3 separate regions of the Mus musculus genome follow, and regions 1 and 2 are each linked to region 3. A link is a contact called in public HiChIP or PLAC-seq and promoter capture Hi-C data. All regions are on one chromosome and are shown on one strand. The core of a region is the stretch at or near the end of the contact, and the rest is flanking DNA. Distances in the headings are between cores, read along the strand shown. Region 1 overlaps Hook3 (hook microtubule tethering protein 3). Region 2 has its middle 20 kb from the start of Gm31898. Region 3 has its middle 13 kb from the start of Gm32389.

Region 1 (3,713 bases), core at 129-2,628, 920 kb before region 3:
TTATAATTTCTATAACTTGAAACATTAGAAATTGTGATCAAGGTGGTGGAATGTAGCTTAACAATAGAGTATATGCTTATTAGTGTGTACAAAGGCCTCATATGCTCAACACCCAGCATACCCCCTCCAATGTAAACAAAACAGATTTCAGAAAATACATCAATCTCGTCTACAGGTATATGAAGATCCTATCCTCACCATACTTGAATAAGTTTATATAATTCATCACTCTAACAAAAGGGAGAGAAGTAGGAAATAAAGCCTGTCTAGGTAAGACAGGCTCCTAGAGTCATCTAGAAAATGGTAATAATTATCAGAGAATCTATAGGGGCTTTCATTCCTTGCAAGAACGAGATGGACAGGAAGATAGGAAGAAATACCAGTGATGGTAAAACTCAGTTACACAGCCCATCTTAGAAGGGGCTAAAATGACAGTGGGAGATGCATGCATATGCTGTGGGTAATGAGAGGTACCAACAAGAGGAACCAAGAGCTTTGAGTTTAACAGGAATGAAGAGTTTATTTAAAAAAAGCCTGGCTGTGAAAAGGAAGAACAAGGAGAAAATACCAAGCAGTCTGGGTATGGGCTGTTAGAAAGTGCTAGGACTTTTAACCCTAGCACTTAAGAGGCAGCAGTCAGCAGATCTCTTAAGTTCCAGACACACCAGGGATACATGTGATAGTGTCTCAGGGGACAGGAGGGAACAGATTCCTGCAGGTTGTCCTATGACCTCCATATGCATGCTGAGGCACACCTATGCCCCCTGCAACCAGTAAATAAAATGTAATAAATCTGAAATAAATATAAAAACAGCTAAGCATCATATGGTAGTGGGATAACAATGTCCTCCACAGCACATGTATTTGAATGCTTGGTCATCAAGGAGAACTTCTGAAGAAACCACAAGTATTAGGAGGTGTGAATCTGTAGGAGGAAGTGTGTCACTGGTGGGCTTTGAGGTTCTAGAAGCTCAAGCCAGGCCCAGTGTCACTCTCTCTTCCTGCTGCCTGCAGGTCAGGTTGCAGAGCTCTCAGTTCCTTCTCCAGAACCATCACGTCTCATGTCTGCCCGTGTGTGTGTGTGTGTGTGTGTGTGTGTGTGTGTGTGTGTGTGTGTCACCATGCTCCATGGACTCAGCCTCTGAAACTGCAAGCAATCCCCCAATGAAATGTTCTCTTTTGTTAGCTGCCTTGGTCATAGTGTCTCTTTACAGTGACTAAGGCAAATCACAAAAACAAAACTTGGTAGAGTATTCACTCGATTTGACTGAAAGGCCTGCACATGATTGCTAGTTTAAAAAGTCATGCATTGCGACACAGCCCTTGCCAGGCAGCACTAAGAAGAATTCTGCTTCTGTTCTCTTACTTGTCTCTTGTATGTCTCAAGCTGTCCCCGGGCGGCATTAGCTTTTCTTAACTCTTCCTCCAGACTGACAGTGTTCTGCATGTACATCGTATTCTTTTCTTCCAAGAGCTTAACCTGCCGCCTCAAATCTCCAAGGTCTTCCAGCTTCTTCTTATAAGATTCGACTTGGCCTTCTAGTTTAGATACTTTATCAGAAGAGTGTCTAAAACGACGGGAACTCAGTCAGAAGCATGCCCACAGCTGTAGAGCTGTTTCAGACAATGTTAAAATAGTAGACGATACCAGGACTTAACACACATTAAATTCCTTAAACATACATGGCTTCCTCCTCAGGAGGACGACGCAAGGCCATCTAGTGAGTCTAAGCAATTGGGTGTGGTGGGTAGCAGACAGATGAAAAGAATTATAAAAATATAAATTAACAGCTCCGAGAGAAATGGGAGACAGGGCTATGGACTAGTGAGTAGCAGCCCGGAGGTAAGAGAAAACATCCCTAACGGGAAAAGGGACTAATTCACAGCATGTGCGTTTCTCTGCACACTGTAGTGTTCTTAAACAAAAAGGGCTCCCACGAGGACGAGATTGTGAAAGAATGGTGAACAGTGAGTACCTACACGGAGAACACGGGAAAGGAAGGAGAAAACTGCCAGCAAAGAAATGAAGTCAGTCTTTATGACACAGACCAAGGGCTAGGAGGGCTCACAGTTAAAGAAGAGTAGCAAGAAGGAAGAGCCAGTGCAGACAGCAGTGGAGTGACTGCCATGGGAATCTAACATTTATTTGATACTTATTTCCCTATTAATTTAAGTGCTTATAAAGCCATTTAGATACTCATTTACACTTTCTTTTTAAACATGTCTGTGTGCTCAGAGATGCCAGCGTCTGTAACCTCTGAGATGGAGCATTGTGTGTTTGCATCTGTGTGTGTCTGGGAGGCTGGGGGTGGCAGGGAATCCAACATTGCAGCGAAGGGCGACTCTTTACCTGAGAACGTCTATTTCATCCTTTAGAGACTGAGCTTCGTCTGCCAAAGTGGTCAGCTCATCGTTCTGCTGCCGAAGCTCAGAGATTTCCTTTTCTAACTCCTCACAGCGGATTCGATAATCGTCTTTGGCTGCTTCTAGTCTGCAGCCAAACAAAATAGATAAAAAGCACTATTAAGTGTCTCATAATTTTCCTTAGGGAGAAAAGAAAACAAATTCCATTCCTCCTGAGCATGTATCTCACTTCTGTAAGCATAAACTCTACCCAAGTCCTACCTGCCGTGAAAACAGGTTTAATCGATGCACAAAGTTCTCACAGCAGGAGAAAAGAGCAAAGGTTTCCAAATTTTTAACAAGAATATATATGAAGAAAAGCTGTATTTAGACCCACAAAACCAAACACCAACCTTCCTTGGAGTTACAAGGCCCTCCTGTCTACTGTCCAATGTATTTCATGTAGACTACTTACTTTCAATTTTTCTTGTATAAGTATTTAATAAAGAGTTGTAAATTTTATATAATTCAATTGAATTTTTGACTTTATAGTTTTTGCTTTTGGTAAATATTTGACATTATTGTCTTTTAACTCTCCACTTCCTGACAGTATTTTTAATGGTTTAAAATGTAACACTTAAGTTTTTTACTTCCTCTGGAACCCATGTTGGTGACAAAATGCTGAAACTGAACCCAACCTTATCTTCTGGAGTAATCTGTTTTACTCAAAATTATTTAAAATTGGGAGGTCGGTGTCAATTTCACCTTTTATTTTTTTAATTAAAAAAAATAACTTTATGAGTATGGGTGCTTTGCCTGCATGCATGTCTGTGTATCACTTGTGTGCCTGGTGCCTGTAGAGGCCAAAAGAGGGTTTTGGTCCCCTAGGTCTTTAGTTTTATATACATAGCTTTGATGGAATTTCCTAGATGTGGAGATATTTCATGACGTGTGAGAAGATGTTGTTTTATTACACAGCCACTTGGGTCTGTAGTTACCCACAAGTCCTATAAAAGTCTATCTGTGTGCGTCAGAGTTAGCTAATATCTGCTGGAGTTGGATCCCTTCTTTTACCATGAAGGTTCTGGGGACTGAACACAGGTAGTTAGGCTTGGTGGCAAGCACCTTTGCTGTCTGAGCCATCCTGGCACCCTTTATTTTTAGCTTTGAAATTTTAAAACTAGGTTGTAAGGAGTGGCCTTTTACCTGAATGTTTCTTCTTGCAGCTGTTCTAACTGAGTCTGAAGTTGCAAATGTCTTCTTCCTGCTGGGCTATTGGGATCTTCTATAGAATCAGATTGATTGAGTCGTTCCATTAGTATCTGATTTTCTGCCAATAAACTACTTTTCTCCTCTTGCAGTGCTGCAAC
Region 2 (3,908 bases), core at 1,142-3,641, 570 kb before region 3:
AGTCATGGGGGGTGCTGCTTACTGGCTTGCTCCTCATGGCTTGTTCAGCCTGCTTCTTATAGACCCCAGAACTACCAGCCCAGGGATGGCACCACCCACAATGGGCTGGACTCTCCTCCACTGATCACTAATTAAGAATGCTCCCTACACATAAACATTCTGCAGAACTTTGGGCTCAACAGAATGAAATAGTGAAATAGTCACTGAAATAGCCAGTTTGAGATAGGCTGTGATACTGCTTGGAGACTGGCTAGAGATATCAAAAGAACAAATAAAATTTAAATGTGATCGGAATGCTCTATCTCACTGTATTACAGCCCTAGCAAGTATGATTGGGAAAAGGTTGACATGCATTTGTTGGGCCATCCTAATTCTTCTCAAACGATTTATGACTTACAACAAGAGATTGAGGAAATTTTTACCAAAAGGTTGTTGTCTGATATGACTGGAATAGATGTTAGGGAAAGCATTGCAGATACTTTAGCCTCTTTTAATCCTATGCATCATTTTAATAGAGTTCTTGTTCTAGCGATTGTTAAAAGGAAAAGAAAAAGGAAAAAAAAGTGCTCTCCAGACAGATCTTAAGGAGGCTTTTTCTCACTTGAGGTTCCCTCTTCTCGGATGACTTTAGGCGGTGTCACATTGGCATAAAACTATCCAGCGCACTACCTCATTGTATTATTGCTTAAATGAAACCGTTCACATCACTTATTCAATATAGTAGCAGATATGCTGCACAGACACTAGGTCTTCTCTTCTGCTCTATCTTCCAACGGTATGAATTGCTTTTTGTAATACATCTATTTTATGGCATTCTGTTTAATGTTTGCCTTCTTAAGATGCCAAAATTGTACATTTGTCTTATTAATTTATTCTTATAAGGGCCCAGCTTATCTCAGGCTCTTTATAAAATGTATGTATAGCTTAGCTGTCATATCTGCCAGCTATCTGATGCCTTTAATGATTCCTAGGACAGCTGCTGTGATCAGAATGTGTCCACTTCAAAATCCAGATGCTGACAATGGAATGGCATTCAGGCGAGACCATCAAGAAGTGATTAAGGCACAAAGGTTCTTTTGTTCCAAATAGGAGCTGTCAAGGGGTCCAAGAGATGGCTCCTTAGTTAAGAACACTGACTGTTCATTCAGAGGACCCTGGTTCAATTCCCAGCACTCACATAACATCTCACAACTGTTTGTAACTATAGTTCCTGGGGATTTGATGTCCTCTTCTGGCCCCCTAGAGCATTGTGTGTACAAGGTACACAGATATTTGTAGGCAAAGAAAACACACACACACACACACACACACACACACCAAAACAAAACAAAACCAGGTAAGTGGTACACAACCAGGATTTAAGCAACCTTTGTCCCTTTCCTTTTTTGTTCCCTTCAGAGGATGTAACAAGATGCCATCTTAAAAACAGATGCAGACAGTCAACCTGCCAGCACCTTGGCCTTGAACCTTGTATCTTCCATGGGAACTATGGGAAATAAATGTATACTCTTTACAAATTTCCCACTGCCGAGCATCTTAATGACATTAACAAGAAAGACTCAGAAAACAGCCATATCATGGGATTGGCATAATTTTATTTACAAGTTTTAGAATCATCACAGAGGCTAAAAGTGAAACAAACAAACAAACAAACAAACAAACAACAAAACCAACAGTTCCAGTAGCTTCTAGCAGTGAAAAATCCTTTGTACCCTAGCGAAGCATCTATGTGCTACTTGAACTGACTCTTAGATTTGAGAACACCCACAGAGTAGTATATTAACCTGGGAAAGTCTTACTGGATTTCAGAAGGAATAGGCTTCTCTTTTACTGAGAGAGATGATTATTTACCATGTCTGAAGGGTGGTTGGGTGGCCGTGGGAACGTCTAAAGATATACGAGCAACTCTGACACTTGCTTTTGATCCTCAGTGGACTCTGTTAGAAGCTTACCTGAGTCGTTTCATTGCAGCATCTCTAGCTCATTGACTCAAAATAAAGAGGGGCATGGACATGATGGGAGACGCAGAAATGAAGGCTAGAGAGAAGTGCATGCCTTCTGCTTAGTTAGTTTTACTTATCAGATAAGAGGTAAGATTTGAGTCCTGCCTGTCTCACAACACTGATACAGAGAAAAAAAAATTATGAGGGTGGCAGGAAGGGAGGAGGGAGGGAGGGAGGAGGGGAGGAGAGGAAGGGGGAGCTGGATGGATCTGGATTGGCTGCAGCATGAATCATTAATTTTCCCAGGAATGATCAAGAGTGTCATTAGGATGCATTAAGCATCGTCTAACGGAGTGCGGGTGTAGGGAGGAAGACCGGTTCTCTCTGCGTTATTGCATAATCGATGTGGATTACTCAAAGCTGCTCACAGAATCTCCTCACTCCATTAGCACAAGACCTGGCTCAGTGCTTCACCCCTTCCTTGAGTCTCTCCTCTGGGGATGGAGACCTACTGCACAGAAGAGAGAGCCCCAGGCTTTTCATAACTGCAACCCTGGGCTACCCAGTGCTGCTGACTTGGGGTGGGGTTGGGAGAGACATGGGAGAGCCCTATCTTTGTTTTATCAACACATTGATTTATATCTGGAAGCTAGGGTGCCTTTCACCTGATTCTTGCCTCCCTCCTTCTTCCCTTCTTTTTCTCAATTCATTCTATATAGGACCCTTGTCTGCCTCCTTCAGAGCAACCCTCTCTCCTCCACCCCCTTGAAGGCTTCACCTCTCTCCATCTTCCCCCAGTTCTCCATCTCATTTTCTGTCCCTTTAGATGAGGTCACCGTGACTGCATGAAGGACAAGAGGCTCAGGAGAGGTCAGGCATTAGCACAGCTATAACTGTTCAGCTACTGAAACTGGGCGAGCCCATCCATCACAGCTCCACCACTCCATTAGGCCTCCTGTGAAATATGCCCCGCTCCGAATCGCACAACCATACATCTCCCGGTCTAGACACCTTCCTGTTGTGTGAAGATCAATGCCGCACGGTCATGCATCATGTGTCATCCAGTAGCCGTCCGTCTAATAACCATGTCTATTCTCTAGTCTGCAGTATAAATTATAGCACCAGGGAAGTACTATATTATGCAGCAACCTTGGTTGCTAATGGATTATTGGGTTTATTGGTTGATAATGTGAACTCCCTCTCTTTCTTTTCTTTTTCCAACCCTTCCATTCCCCTATTTCTGGCTGAATCTCTCTTATTTATTTATTTCTCTCTATTTTTATTTTATTTGGTTCAGGTTTGAGTGATGGCTGCTTTAGGCTTCTGTCAACAGACTCCTCTATCAAACCTCTAAAATAGGCCCAATTAGAAAGAGCTCTCCAGTGGTGCCCATTAGATAATGGATTAAGTCCAGCGGTAGTTGTTTATCCTTCTATGTCCCCGGGTTTCTGTTTTGGTGCCTCTTAAATGAAGGGCAGCTGTGGAGAGCCAAGGGCAGACTAGGCATCCAGGAATTCCTCCTATCCCACAGGCTCGTCTCCAGTACACCCTTTGTGGTTCTTGTCTCATAGTGTTTATAGCCACTATTGTACTCCTGGCTCTCAACTTTGCCTCTCTGAGTAGATAGAGGGAAGAAATTTCTAATTATAGCAAAAAGTTCTGAATGTAAAAAACAAACAAACAAACAATGAACAACTCAAAAAAAAATCAGGGCATCCTGGGTATTATGCACTGCAGGCAGAAATGAGCAGGTCTCTTCTCTAGGTTAAGTTTGTATCTGGCAACAGCAAAGCCAAGCAGTAGATTTGTCTTTAATTTCTTCTACCCCTCTGCTTTCTCCCTTCCTCTTACCCTCTCCTTCCTTTACTGTTCCCTGTTCTTCTCCCTCCTCCCCCTTCCTTCTCTATGCTCCTCCTCCTCTCCATTCCCCTCCCCCTTCTTCCTCCAATCTCCCCCTTTCCTTCT
Region 3 (3,447 bases), core at 849-3,348:
ATTGGTGGTCACTGTCATCAGTGGTCACCAATGGGTACTGTCAATAGAATGGGCTCGGAGTTCAAATGAAATCGAGTGGGTCGCTGGGACCAGACTTGAGCCCTTCTCTCCTATAACATTAACTGGATGCTTACTGTGTGTGTATCAGACACTGGGCTGGCACTGGGCACAGGCATTTTCATCAACGGATGTCTACGGTTGCCTTCAGTAAGTCTTGACACACTTTGCCTAAAGTCACAATGAGATTCCTATCATGATTACAATGCCTGTGTATCCACCACCAGGACTGCGGCGTGCTGTTATGCAAGTGGAGCCTACATCAGTCAAGGTAGTGAGCAAGCGAGCAAGCAGGGCCTCATAGCTACGTATGAGAGCCAGCACGGGCTGCATCCACAAAGATGTCCCATGGGGAAGCAGCAAGGGGAGCCATGATTACCTCTAACCCTGCCCTCTGAAGACCAAGGTTGAAAAGGAGGCCTTAGGCCCCTGGTCACAGGTTCCCCTCCTGAAGTCTGACACCAAATGTAGACTTGTGTTATGCTGATCACCAGCTACAAAAGACTTCTGGAGCCCAGTGCCCAACACACCAAAGCCCAGTCTTCAGGAAGCAGAGACTTGAGAATTCCAAGTTCAAGGCCTGCCTGGACACCTTAGTATAAAACTCAAAAAAATTTTTTTTGTTTTTTTGTCTCATTCCTGGAGAACCTACAGTGTGTGTTAAATGTGTGTGTTAAATACTACTGGACATGCTCCATGCACCAAAGTGTCTATGATCCAGTGAGAAAAAAACAATATTAACTCACACAAATAGTACAAATGATAATGGCAAACAAAGAAGATTCCGCCCCCCAAAAGTGCAAGACCTTCAGAACACCCCTAGATATCCCCAGAAGAGAAAGAAGAGCGCTTGCTAACAAGACAGCCTGAGCAAGACCCAAACAGGACTGTGCAGGGATACTGGGGATACCCGGCCTAGATACTCCGATGGGCTAACTTGTATGAAGAGCAGAAAGCCACCTAAAGCCAGCCAGTTGATTTTGTTTCCGGGCCACCTGAAGAGGTGCAGCCACCCAGCAGGTGGACAAGAGAGGGCCAGAGGCTCAGTGCAGGGAAGTAGTCGGACCAGCTTGCTTCAGCAGAAGGGAAGGGAGCTCCTTGCTTTGGGTTTGGATTTGAAATGAGTACTGCACTTGCTCAACCAACTTTCAAAGTCCCAGCTGCCCACCCTGGACTCTCATCCTCACAGGGACCACCTCCCTGGCTATGTTAGAGCATCAGGGATGATTCTCAGACGCCCTTCCAGGGCCACACCCACAAGATGGGACTTTCACCCACATATCCGCCCCCCCCCCTTAGTCACCTGCTTCCCACTTCAGACTCAGTTTCTCCCTTCCCTACTATTGGGGAGTCCTTAGCATATTCCTTTGTACCCTTGGACCTCGCTGTAACTGTCCCCCTTGTGCCCCTCCCCCTGAGCCATTCCTCCCCGGAGACATACTCACATGCATGCTCCCTCGCCTCCCCCCCCCAACCCTTCCCCTCCATTTGTTTCAATGAACAGCCCCTTTTATCTATTCTGTAGGTACAAATGAAGCTGTCAAATTTGATCAGGCGCTTGATATGACAGGCTGTGGGAGTCAGGACCCCTTGAACAGAGTGGGCCTTGTCTGTCACAGCCTGCCTGACACTTCCCATAATGCCCAGACTGATGAGATTCTGAGTAGGGCCCAGCACATTTTCAACTCTATTTTGGGTGAAAACCCTTCTTGAAAGCTCTTGAAAGGAGCTGGCAGTTCCGCCGCCCGGATGATTAATGAGGGCTGGCTTCACTGGACGGATTTCTCCTGGTGCCAACAGCCGTCCTCCCAACAGGCCAGAACATGTTGCCTCGGACTCCCCCAGTGTTTTCCCCGCAGACATTTACCCCCAAAAGTCCCTTCCCATCAGCCCTTAGAACGCTTCCTCCAACTCTCAATCCTTCCACCAGCCACGGTCTCTGCCGCGCTCCTCACGTTCTACCTGGAGCCGCCCCCACACATGGAAGAAGTTAGCCTCCCAGCTGAGGGGCCAACTGGAGGGAGCAGGGGCCTCTTGGAGGAGTGGGGGTGGCTGAGGGACAGCTGGGCTGAGACTGTGGAGGACTTGTGACCCATACACTCCTTGTGTGTATTCTGTGCCCCACATGGGTAGCATGAGCCTTTCTGCTTTCTCCTCAAGGATCTCAGGGGACAAAAGGCCCCAAAAGATAAAACGCTGAGTTCTTTGTTTGTTTTTGTCATCTGTGGGTGCTTCTCAGTTGGGACAACTACTGCCACACAAGTCAGGAAGGCCCCTGTGGAGGGTAGAAGGTTTAGTATCTTGGTCTCAAGACTCCTCTATCCACAAGTCCATGGGGATTATTAAAAGTGCTTCTCAAGACTTCTAATGCCCCCAGGGGCACCGCCAGCTAAGCCAGGGACCACCACACGGCAGAAAGCTCTTCTGTCCCAGGTTCCTAAAGAGCCAGGCTCAGTGTGAGCTTCCATGAACACATGAATCCTTCAAACCGTGCCCTCCCCACCCATCCCTGCCAACTGCAAGGTTCTCTCTCTCTCCTCTCGCGCTCTCTCTCTCTCTCTCTCTCTCTCTCTCTCTCTCTCTCTCCTCCCTCCTTCCCTTCCTTCTTCCTTTGCCAGTCCCTCCAACCCAATCCTGCTAGATGTTCTTTAGGGACTTTCAAACTCAGAACCCTTCAGAAACAAACAGGCTACAGGTAGCTGGGATTAGAAATTTGTCTTGCCCTTTCTTGCTAACCTCTTTGTTTTGGTTGGTCGGTTGGTTGGTTGGTTGGGTTTGGGTTTGGGTTTAGGTTTTGTTTGTTTGTTTGTTTGTTCTTTTGTTTTTGACATGATCCCCCTATATAAGCCAAGGTTACTTCAAACTTGCAATCCCACCCCCACCCCACCCCCGTTTCCCAAGTGCCAGGAATACAGGTCTGTGTCACCACTCACACATGGCTTCTTGTCCCTCTGAGACAGACCCTAGCTGTGTTGTTCAGAGGCCAGCCTCATGACTAACTGAGTTAACCAATAAAATTCATTCTGTCTCTCTTTCTCTCTCTTTTTTTAAAGCACTCATAGATGTCCCTTTCAAACTAGGTTTGAGGTCCAGGGAAGAAACCGTGTCTCTATAACCGGAGGGTCCCCCCTCACCCCCACTTCCCTTCCTCTGAGAAGAGATAAAGGAACTCCAGAATACTCCCAGGCCACGGGGTAACTGCCTAGCCAGCTTTGAGGTTACCCCCGGTCCACACTCGAACCTGAGACCATCAGCACCATCTACTATTTACAAAGCCCTTTTTCACTGCCAAGCAGTGGATTGGCTCTGGGGAGACGTCAGTCAAAGCATGCAGCTGAATAAGCCTGTAGATCCCCTTCATGCAGCTGACAGGTAAGGAGACGACACCCA

What was found. HiChIP or PLAC-seq counts read pairs in DNA pulled down with a chosen protein or histone mark. Capture Hi-C pulls out chosen DNA fragments and counts their contacts.
Region 1: a promoter capture Hi-C map of adipose tissue shows a contact between it and region 3, with 2.5 times the contacts expected there. The contact joins two enhancer-like sites. A contact is called at or near these places in 3 of 39 promoter capture datasets (the 3T3-L1 cell line, the C10 cell line and liver), 1 of 15 datasets of contacts at CTCF or cohesin (large pre-B cells), 1 of 115 datasets of contacts at active chromatin or transcription factors (astrocytes) and 1 of 9 other capture datasets (adipose tissue).
Region 2: an H3K4me3 HiChIP or PLAC-seq map of embryonic basal ganglia shows a contact between it and region 3, with 5 times the contacts expected there. The contact joins two enhancer-like sites. A contact is called at or near these places in 2 of 39 promoter capture datasets (embryonic stem cells and stem cell-derived epiblast-like cells), 1 of 15 datasets of contacts at CTCF or cohesin (large pre-B cells), 1 of 484 Hi-C or Micro-C datasets (bone marrow-derived macrophages), 13 of 115 datasets of contacts at active chromatin or transcription factors (bone marrow-derived dendritic cells, craniofacial prominence, embryonic basal ganglia and 10 more) and 1 of 9 other capture datasets (embryonic stem cells).

The regions. Positions count from the first base shown.
Region 1 is chr8:26,068,708-26,072,420 of GRCm38.p6, forward strand. It overlaps Hook3 (hook microtubule tethering protein 3), which reads right to left. Exons shown (of 22, transcript NM_207659.3): 9 at 3,550-3,713; 10 at 2,351-2,491; 11 at 1,367-1,568. Among named protein-coding and RNA genes, the nearest start is that of 1700047A11Rik, 12 kb to the right of the region's middle. Within about 2 kb of position 1,379, at least 2 of the 459 cell types and tissues checked have an H3K27ac peak or open chromatin away from gene starts, as enhancers often do. A contact at or near this core is called in adipose tissue, where this site is marked.
Region 2 is chr8:26,417,835-26,421,742 of GRCm38.p6, forward strand. No RefSeq gene overlaps it. Among named protein-coding and RNA genes, the nearest start is that of Gm31898, 20 kb to the right of the region's middle. Within about 2 kb of position 2,392, at least 16 of the 459 cell types and tissues checked have an H3K27ac peak or open chromatin away from gene starts, as enhancers often do. A contact at or near this core is called in embryonic basal ganglia, where this site is marked.
Region 3 is chr8:26,992,478-26,995,924 of GRCm38.p6, forward strand. No RefSeq gene overlaps it. Among named protein-coding and RNA genes, the nearest start is that of Gm32389, 13 kb to the right of the region's middle. Within about 2 kb of position 2,099, at least 36 of the 459 cell types and tissues checked have an H3K27ac peak or open chromatin away from gene starts, as enhancers often do. A contact at or near this core is called in adipose tissue and embryonic basal ganglia, where this site is marked.